Linked DNA regions of Mus musculus: region 1 is linked to region 2. Evidence: chromatin contacts called from public Hi-C data. All regions are on one chromosome and are shown on one strand. The core of a region is the stretch at or near the end of the contact, and the rest is flanking DNA. Distances in the headings are between cores, read along the strand shown.

Evidence for each region. Hi-C and Micro-C count contacts between places; a contact is called where the count stands out from the background.
Region 1: a Hi-C map of cortical neurons shows a contact between it and region 2, with 4 times the contacts expected there. The contact joins two enhancer-like sites. A contact is called at or near these places in 1 of 15 datasets of contacts at CTCF or cohesin (large pre-B cells) and 1 of 484 Hi-C or Micro-C datasets (cortical neurons).

Annotation. Positions count from the first base shown.
Region 1 is chr7:138,006,002-138,010,936 of GRCm38.p6, reverse strand. No RefSeq gene overlaps it. Among named protein-coding and RNA genes, the nearest start is that of Gm25798, 93 kb to the left of the region's middle. Within about 2 kb of position 2,161, at least 8 of the 459 cell types and tissues checked have an H3K27ac peak or open chromatin away from gene starts, as enhancers often do. A contact at or near this core is called in cortical neurons, where this site is marked.
Region 2 is chr7:137,475,155-137,479,924 of GRCm38.p6, reverse strand. No RefSeq gene overlaps it. Among named protein-coding and RNA genes, the nearest start is that of Glrx3, 40 kb to the right of the region's middle. Within about 2 kb of position 1,459, at least 23 of the 459 cell types and tissues checked have an H3K27ac peak or open chromatin away from gene starts, as enhancers often do. A contact at or near this core is called in cortical neurons, where this site is marked.

The sequences.
Region 1 (4,935 bases), core at 912-3,411, 530 kb before region 2:
TGAAGATGCTGGAGAAGGTGGGCATAGTGGAGGTGGTAGTAATTGTGAGGAGGTGGCCAAGGTAGGAATAATCAGAAAGCTGGCATGAACATGAGGCTCAAGTCTAAGCACAGGGTAGGACTGGCAGAATCACCTCACCCAGGAAGCTCCTCCGCACTGGGTGAATGGTTACCAATGTTGCCTCTTAGGAACTGATGAAGACTGGGAGGTGAGGCATGGGGTCCCAGCACACACTGGCATTTTGGCTGGTCCATCAGTGGAGAAGCTTACTTAGAGAAACATTTCGTTGTCACCATATCTGATTCGCCTTTCTGAGTCCTACGTGATGAGCTTCCTGCCTCTGGTGCACACTCAATACAGGCTCCATCTTCCCCACCAGACTCCTAGCTCCCTCCCCCTTTCACACCCCCCTGTTGCCCCCTCCCTCTTCCTCTGCTAGCTTCTTATATGTTTGTGAAGCTGTTGTGAGGGCTCCTTCCTCATCTCTGCTTCTACTTACTGGGTCTCTTTATCTTTTTTCATAGTTAAAAGTCAAGGCTGATTTTTTTAACTTTGGAGTCAAATCCAAGTATGGACCATGGAGACAGTGGAATGGGTAGAATCACTCAGATGATCTGTCCTGCGTGACCCCAAGTTATCTCCAGCACAGGACACAATTGACTCAAGATTGAGAACCATCCTTCACTTTTGTAAGTCACAGAAACCCTTGACTTGTTGCAAAAAAAGGGGGACTCAGTATCTGCCTGCCTGCAGCTCCAGATCTGTTTGCACATCTCTGTCTTGTTCTTATGCTGTACCTTATAGCCTGTGACTCCCATTTTGGTATTGAGATGTGAGGAGTGCCATAGAGAAACTGGGGACTTAGAGTCTTGTGGAGGAGATTCCAAGTAGACAAAGAGGAGGTAGAAGCATTGTCAGAAAGTTATTCAAAGGTCTTGAAGGAGCACTGTGTAAAATACAGTGTTGATAATAATAACCATTTGTTGAATGAATGAGCAAATGTGATAAATGATGGGTACATGAATGGATGAATGGTGGGTGGATGTATGTATGAACAGATGGATGGATGATGGGTGAATAAATGGATATATGGATGATGAATGGGTGAGTGGATGGATGAGTGGATGAATGACGGATGGATAGTGTATGAGTAGTTGGATTAATGGTGGGCTGTTGAGTGATTGATGAATAAATGAGTGTATGTGTGGATGTATGGTTGATGAAGGGTAGATGGATGGGTAGCCAGAAGGTGAATATATGATTGAGAAATGTGTGAATAGATGGATGAATGATAGATAAATAGGTGGGCAGATGAATGAAGGGATGGATGTTGGATGGGTAAGTAGATGAATGGAATGATGAGTGGATGGATGGGTGGATGGATGGATGGATGGATAGAAGATGGACAGATGGATGAATGGATAGGACTTTCATGTACTCTGTAAACATCTATTGAATGAAATGAATGGGTGTTGCCTTTGAGATGACAACATTGTTAAAGGAGTGCCCACCTCTTGCCTGCAAGTCTCAGGTACTTAGGCAAGCAATAGAACAGATCTGGAAAAGACCCAAATACAATAGAAAAGCAAAAATTGTCTCCCGGTCCCCAAATTTTACAAATCAAGTGACAGCTATCAGGAACAAGAAGAGAAGGTCTTGCTAATCTCTGTTGAGGAACCAGAAAGGCTTTCAGTCCTTACATGGTGTTAGGAGGTGGAAGTCAGTGGTGACTGAGTTCCTTCTTGTACCTCATGTGTGGTAGGAGGGTGTCCTGTTGTGCCCAGAGGCAGGACATAGGAGGGCAATATTCCTCATCTGCTCAAAGCTGACCTGTGTTGAAATTGAGTCTCTTCATGCCTATTTGGAAGTACATGATTGAGAAAAGCAATTTCAGCAGTATTTATGGGTGTCAGCACTCTGAGTTACTGCCATCCTTCATCTCAGAAATAGCTTTGCACCATTTACTGACAAGCTGCAGATTGACAGGGATGCTTCACTTTTCTTCCAAGACCCTCTGTTGGGAGTCACTCTGCTCTGTGTGGATTCTAGGACTCAGAAGGTGAATTTCAAGCAAGTCACTTGCATTCTTCTGGCATGGCTCTGCCTCCAGCCTCCCACATAGGGAGATTTACACATTTTTTTACAGGAAAGAAAACATGCCAAAGAGATGCAAACTGATTTGCATAGGTAATTGGGCTGGGATAATGCAAAGCTAGAACAAAGGCATGGAGCTCCTCCAAGCTGGGAATTTAAACCTTGCTTCCCAGCGGGAATTCTTATCCCATGGAGGACTCTGGTTCTCGGGGACTGTGTGGATATGCTGGCCACGGAGCTGAGAAGTGTTCTCTGTGGCATGGGGTGGACACAGAGCCTGGACACAGGTCTTTTAGTGCAACGGATATACCAGTACAGGTTGGAAAATGTCATCCCAGGACTACTGCCTAAAACCTCTGTTTGTCTCTCCTGGGTCACTGTAGCCACACACAGGGTAGGTGACATCATAAACATCCTCTCTTGTGGCGCTGGAGACAGAAGTATGAAGTGAGTAGGCAGAGTGCTTGATAGACATTCCCAGGAGTGCCTGCTGATCCAAGCCTTGTCCAGTTCCTGTTGGCTCCTTAGCTGGACCACCACTCCAGTATCTGTTTCAGGCCTCTGGTGGCTCTTCCTGTGTGGCTCTCTCTCTTCTTGTTATGAGCAACTTTACCTAATTTCATCACCAAAGATCCCTTTGAAAATCAGGTCACATTCATGTTTGGGAGTATAGTGCTGCGACTACTCTCAGGGCCACCACTTGCCCACTAGAGAACGTGACAATTTCGTGCATTAAGACTGGTCACACACAGAACCATGCTTCTCCAGCATGCAAGGATCCGGGCTCCTTGAGCCCTCTGCATGCTTCAGGCTGGCTCCTTCATGCGGGGTGGGGGTGGGGAGTCTGCTGCCTTTCCAAGAAACACACACACACACACACACACACACACACACACACACACTTTCTTCTTATTCTCTGAACAATCTGGTACAATAGCAGTTTGCACAGTCCCTACACAGTGAATCATTTGGAGACAGTTGGAAGGACACCTGATGGTTTTGAGGCACATGCTATGCCTGGAGCATCTGAGGATATGGGCATCTGTATTACCAGTGGACATAGTGGGCATCGGCTCCTTCCAAGAAGCCCTGAAGAAATTGCCCTGAGAATCTCACAAGTCACGTCAACTACCTGTGGATGAATGACCTTGAGGCAAAAGGAGAGAGACTTGGGCCAGAAGCAGAATGGATCGACCTCGAAAGGGGAGTGAAGAGCAGGGTCTATATTAAAATCAGAGGGGAAGTCTGAGAGCTAGGTAATGGTAGGAACCCCAGGGCAGACAGGAGATTGAGGGATTCAGGGGCTTTGGCAGTGGGCTGTTCCCAGAGCTGCCTGTCACCTATAGCAGGCACATGTCTGTTGTCCCATTTCTCTGTCCTCCCATTTTGGTTAGTCCCATGGCAACAGAAAAGATAAGCCCTAACTAAATATGCATTTTTTTTTCCTAAAGGAAGAGGATAAGAAACATAGTCTTCTCAGCTAACTTGCAAGTGTTATTCATTCTCTTTTCTCCTGATCTGACTGGGCTCATTCCCAGATGTGGAGCAGATGAAGCCATTGTACTCCACTGACCCAAGGCCAACTTGTAACGCTGTCTCAAGCCAGCACCCCAATGTGCAAGGTCTGGCTCTACAGGGCAGATATCTCTAGTCACAGCTGGGCCTGAGCAATCTGTTCCGGTGGCACTGGTCCAGCTGCTGCAGGTCTCAGCTCAGTTCAATTTCAGGATGCTGGGAGACTCTCATAGCCATTCACAGGCAAGGAGGAGAGCTGTGGGCTGCTCCACAGAGAATTGACAAGGAAGCTGAGACTGGCTCTTGAGCCTTACAGGATTCTACGGTTTCTTGCTGTGCAAATTCAAGCCATTTGCAGGGCTGCCATGGTCTTTAGAAAAACAGCCTTCCTGCAGGTAAAATGACAAGCTTCCATCTGCAGGGAAGAGCTTTTGTTCAGGTGCCAGACCCAAGAGGCAAGAGAGTTATGTGCATAACCTGAGCTCCTGGAGGCTTTCCTACTTTTTTGGGGGTGAGGCCACTACCCCAAGAGGCAGAGTGGAGCAGAGGTGCTAAAAGCTAAAAACATGGTAAGAATTTACCTTTATAAAAGCAACATTTTGAGGGCAAGGAAAGAATAAAAAACCACTAAGGTCCTGTAGGATAAATAACAAACAAGACTTGGCTCTGGGGGTCTTGCTGAGAATAGCTGTTTTCATCTAGTTGAGCAAACTCATTGGGCCTTTCCCATGCTGCCAAGAGTCCCTCACCTGCAGACTGATGGCCCCAGTGTGGTCCTCTAACTAGGGCAGACACTGGCCCTCCGGTTCTCTCCCATGCAGCATGGAAGGAGAGGGTGATGAGAGTTACTAATTAATGCTCCTCTTCCCAGCTTGCTGGGAGAGGCACAGCTGAGACAAGGCAGCGCCTCTGTTCTTTTCAAAGGATTGTTTGCTGTTCTTTAAATCTTTGAAGGCCATGGACTTGGAATCATTCCACGTTGCAGGATTAGAGCACCTTGTCTTTCTTTTGTTTTTATCAGCTAATTATCATTCCATGGATTGCGTGAAATTAGCCACCTTCTATTGTGACCTTCACTTTCAGCTACAGCACCAAAGCAGGAGTCTCGGCAGCTCCTGTCCAGAGAGGTGAAGACTCTGCATTTAAGCAGCCATGCAAGCCTGAGGAACTTTGAATCTCTGAAAGCCACCTAGAGCTAAGGGCATTAGTGTACATCTGTGACTTTAGTGCCTCATAGGGAAATCGGTGGAGGAGATGGGAAACTCTCTGGAAGGTCACAGGTCACTTAGCCCAATGTATGCAGTGGCAAAAGACAAAGGAGACTCT
Region 2 (4,770 bases), core at 210-2,709:
TGTGTCCCGAGAACTCTTGACATGACCATAGCCATTAGAACATAGAACAGGGCCAGGACCAAGGATAGATAAACCCAGAGCAACCATGCCACCCAGACCCAGCCTTTCTTACCACAGTGACCAGGCTACGGTGAATGGCTATCCTCAGTATGTTTTGGCAACAGGGTTTATCCTAAACCTGTCTTGTTTTGTTTTGTTTTGTTTTGTTTCTCCTTTGAAATATTCCGTTTCAGAAAGACTAGAATTGGGACACACACACACACACACACACACACACAGAGGCCCCTGTGTATACCACCAGCCCTGCCTCCCATCCTTCTGTGGCCACGCCTCCCACCATTCCATGACCACTCCCTCCCTCACTCCCTTGGCTATTGTAGCTAAACTTTGCATGGAGAGAGATAAATGGATATCTCCCTCCAGACAGGGTGCCAGCAACAGACCAAAGAGCCAACACCCCCAACGTCTACCTTAACTAATCATTACATTTAACTGGAGTTACTTATAGGAACATGAACAGTTTATGGGCAGCCACACCTCCAAAGAAGAGTGCCCCTAACTGTTCATCAATTATATCCTTCTCTCGAGTACACCCTCCTGAGCCGTACCCTATCAGGCCCACCAGCCTTGAGGGAATGTTAGTGGCCAAGGATCTTATGCAGATAGTTGGAACTGCTGATGATTTTGAGACGGCCATGGTCGTATCGTGCCCAGAGAGCAGAACTCCGCAGCAGATATAAAATACCGGTAAGCACCCCCTGACATGAACGAATGGCTAGACAAAAGAATAAGCAGGGTAAAGGGATGAATATCCAAAATTTTCCCAACAGAACCTCAGTTTTGCACCTCCCCCTAAAGATGCCTGCCCTTCAGGTGTGAACTGTCTCCAAGCAACACAGCATGGAAAGGGGAAGAGAGTTGCGTCACCGTGAAGACATCCACAAACTTCTTCAGGCCGTGACAGATCATAGGGACAGTACCATCTCATGATGCAATGAGACTGTGGCACCTTATTCTATGGCGTGTCCTCTGTGAAGTGGAGCTGGGAATAGGGGTGAGGTGTTCCACATATACACCTGAAAGCCTAGGTTAGGCTGATGGCTATCCACCAGGTAAGCTTCACTCCAGAGGGTGGATGCTGGCTCCCGCAGGGTGCAAATCAGCAGTGCCATCTAGGTGGCTTCCAAGGACCAGGAGATTGGGGGCAGGGTGAGTGGGGGTGAGGATTAGCTCTGGTATTCGAATAGGAGGCAGCCACACAGGTCTGTGAACGCTGCTCCCCAGCTAGTCAACCTAGATTTTCCACACGCTTTCTCTGTAAAGGAAAAAGGGAGGTAGAATTTCAAAACAAGCGGTTCCAAGACTCGCGCGGAGGCGAGGCGGGAGGGACACACCACCACCGCACTCCTGTCCATGCTGTGCTAACCTTGGTCCTCGCGCGCCCCCTGGTGCCCAAAGTTCGCTCTTGCAGACTGCGCGGTTGATCGGCCCGCGGTGCGCAGCGACCTCGCGTGGACACACACGGTCACCACCTGCCGCTGCCTCCTACAGCCAGGAGCTGATTGTGACATTCATAGACCAGTGGTGACCAGCTACAGAGGATACCAGGCTAGTTCCTGCAAAGTTACAAGTAGACATCGGGGACAGAGAAGCTGAGTTAGCACAGGAAAGCCCGCATTGCCTACCATTACCCGCCTTGGGGTTGAGGAGTGACCGCTCCCCCAAGCCGTGTCTGGACACCAAGGGCCTTCAACAGTCAAGGACAGGGACTCCAGTCAGTCAGGCCGGGATCCAACCTTGTCCTGACACTAACATCTCAGAACTAGGCTAGAACTGGGCCAGCTAGGCAGCCACACAGGGAGCAATTGGACATCCCTGGACCATCGGGGATCCAACAGTGTGGGGATGAGCCCTCCAGAGTGGCCCATTTCCCAACTTACTGCTCCAGGAGCAGGCTGTGTTAATGGGGCATGCACTCATCTCTGCAGACCTTCAAACCACAGGCAATGCTGGTTTCTTGCAGCTGTGCATCCTCCCTTGTGCATACCAAGGCCTTGAGGAGAAAGAATGTAGATCAAAACTCAAAGGAGGTGCCAATCAGCGCTGGGGGAAACTAGCACCCAGAGGGTTACTTTCTAATTCATGTAGTAGCTATCTGTCGAGGTGCCTGGTCAGGGATCATCTGTTTGGTCCTGTGTTTGGGAACTCAAGCCTATGCTCCCGGCTGCTGGAAGTGCACACCCCACCTTCTGTAGAGTTATCCTCAGCTTTGGCTTCTCTTATGCCAATGAAGAAGATCCAGCCCCTCTCATCCTCTACCTACCATTGACCTGGACCCTTGAGAACTACAACTGTCCTCCCCCTCAAGCTACATAATTGGACTATAACTCCACATCCTGTCGGGGATACGAGGTCAATTGGAAGCATGGCTGGAGATCTAGGGTCAAATCCCAGCTACACCAAGTACTGTGACCTTGTGCAGTTTGTTTAACCTATTCCCCCCTCTACCGTAGTGTTGAGACAGCAGTGACTCCCGATGAATTGAGTGCTTGGGTCACTGCCTGACAATACCATGTGTGTTGGCTGTTTTAAACCAGCTATAGGTATAAAGTGTGCTCTGTCAGGAAGGATCCCTGAACAAGGCTTCCCCCATGACAAGTGGCACTGACAGTCAAATGCAGAGTCCATGAACTCCTTGGTCAGGTGTAGGGAGAGAGCCACAGAAGATCCCAGCAGGCTAGCCCATTCTCCACCATGACACATGATGGGAAGAATCTTTGCCTGTGGCCTGAGCATCCCCAGGCTGTGCACGCAGAGGACTCTGATGCTGTCGCCCCCAACCTCCTGTCTCACTTCTAGATTCACCATAGGTGCAGCAGCTTGGTAGCAGAGCTTTCTTGATGGCAGTAGGACCATATCCCAGTATAGAATCCTAGTGCACCATGATGCATGGAAGCTCAGGTCCAGAGCAAGACCCAACAAGGTCACAGGGTAAGTGGTATAGCTGGGATTTGGCCCTGGGTCTCCTGGCTCCTAAGGCCCCTCCTCACCCTACCCCCAGGATGTGAGGAGTCAACAGCTCACTTGTGTATCTTGAGAGACACGACAGTTACAGTACTCCAGGATCAAGGCCGACGGTGGTCAAAGGGTGTGAAGAAACCACAGGCTACACCCGGCAGAGGTGTCAGCTCAACAACCACATCTCCCTATCAAGTGGCAGTGATGTTGCAGAGAGCAAGAACATCCTGAGCACGGCAGCCCCAGAGCTTGCGACTTTGGTGAGATGCGTGTCTTGTTTATACTAACCCTCCCCTTTCACCAAGATACCGGAAGCAACCCACCCACTCACAGTCCGTGTCCTGCTCATCCCACACCAAAGGAAGAGTGTGAAGGGGGCACGCAGACCAAGCTAGACCCACTCAGTGCAGTATTCCCACCGTTCATTCCCACAGAGGCTATGCTAGACAAGTGTGCCTTATACAAGTTAAGCATTCTTGTGCTGTGTTTAAGAATCACTGTGCAGGTCGAATCCACTGTCTCCTGCGTGAGATACGTTTCGACCCGGAGCGTGATTCTTGGGTGCACGCCAAATCGGGAATTGAGTGGGGGTTTCCCCACTGGGTTCTTTCATTTGGAGGTCCCACCGAGATCTGTGTGACACCCAGGAACCCCGAAAGACCCCTTGGAGGTATGTTTGTTTCTGTGTGTCTTACATGTTGTCTGTTGTCTAAGTGTGGCACCGCTGAATTTGTGTCTTGGTTTGTGAATTTGTGCCTTGGTTTTTCAGATCTGAGATTGTGAGTTTGTGTCTTGGTTTTTCAGTTCTGAGATTGTGAGTTTGTGTCTTGGTTTTTCAGTTCTGGGATTGTGAGTTTGTGTCTTGGTTTATGAATTCATGCCTTAGTTTTACGGTTCTGAGATCGTGGGTTCAAGTCCCACCTCATGTCTTGGTTTTTCAGTTGTGAGATTGTGGGTTCAGGTCCCACCTCGTGTCTTGGTTTACAGTTCTGGGATTGTGGGTTCGAGTCCCACAGCCTGGTTCCCCAGTTCTGGTATTCTGTATTCTGGCAGCTGCCACTGTGGGCCGTAAGGACCCAGTAGCCACGGGAGGGAGACGTCCAGAGGCCCCGAAAGCTGCAACCTCTGGAAGATGTTCCAAGGGTGAGGGACAGTCCAGAAAGGTCTGACTGTCATCTGGCAGAGTGAGGAACGAATGTGCTTAGATACTGGTGGGTTTTTTTTCTCTGTTGCTGTCTTGTTTGTGTTGGTGGTTTTCGTCATGGGACAGACTGTGTGTGTGGTGCCAACTGTGGACTTGGACTGACGTTAGGACAGAATTTGTCAGTGATAGGTAAGAAAAACAACTCGGCACAGCCGCACGCAGCCGCAGGGCGGGACTGAGAACTCCCGGCTTCGGCAGCAGCAGTGCTGCGCCACGTGGGAAACCATGGCCCAGGGGGGAACACCGATGTGGAGGTTTTCCCGGGGTGCCGGGCCCCACCACCACCACGCATTTCACCGCCTGCGGGATAGGCAAGAAAAGAAAGAGGGGCGAGGCCCGCGGGGCCCCACGCCGGCCCCGCCTGGCTTCCTAGGCCGTGATGCCTGCTGGAGAGGGGCCAACTAGAGTCGCCCTCTGCCGCCTTTTCCCCCCTCCCTGAGTTGGCCCGAGGGAGACATCTGCCCACTTAAAACTTCTGTCCCAGGTAAGGAGTACCTACAAGTCTAATCACCAGGCTCTGACAAAAGTGTATAGAGGTCTAGAAAAAA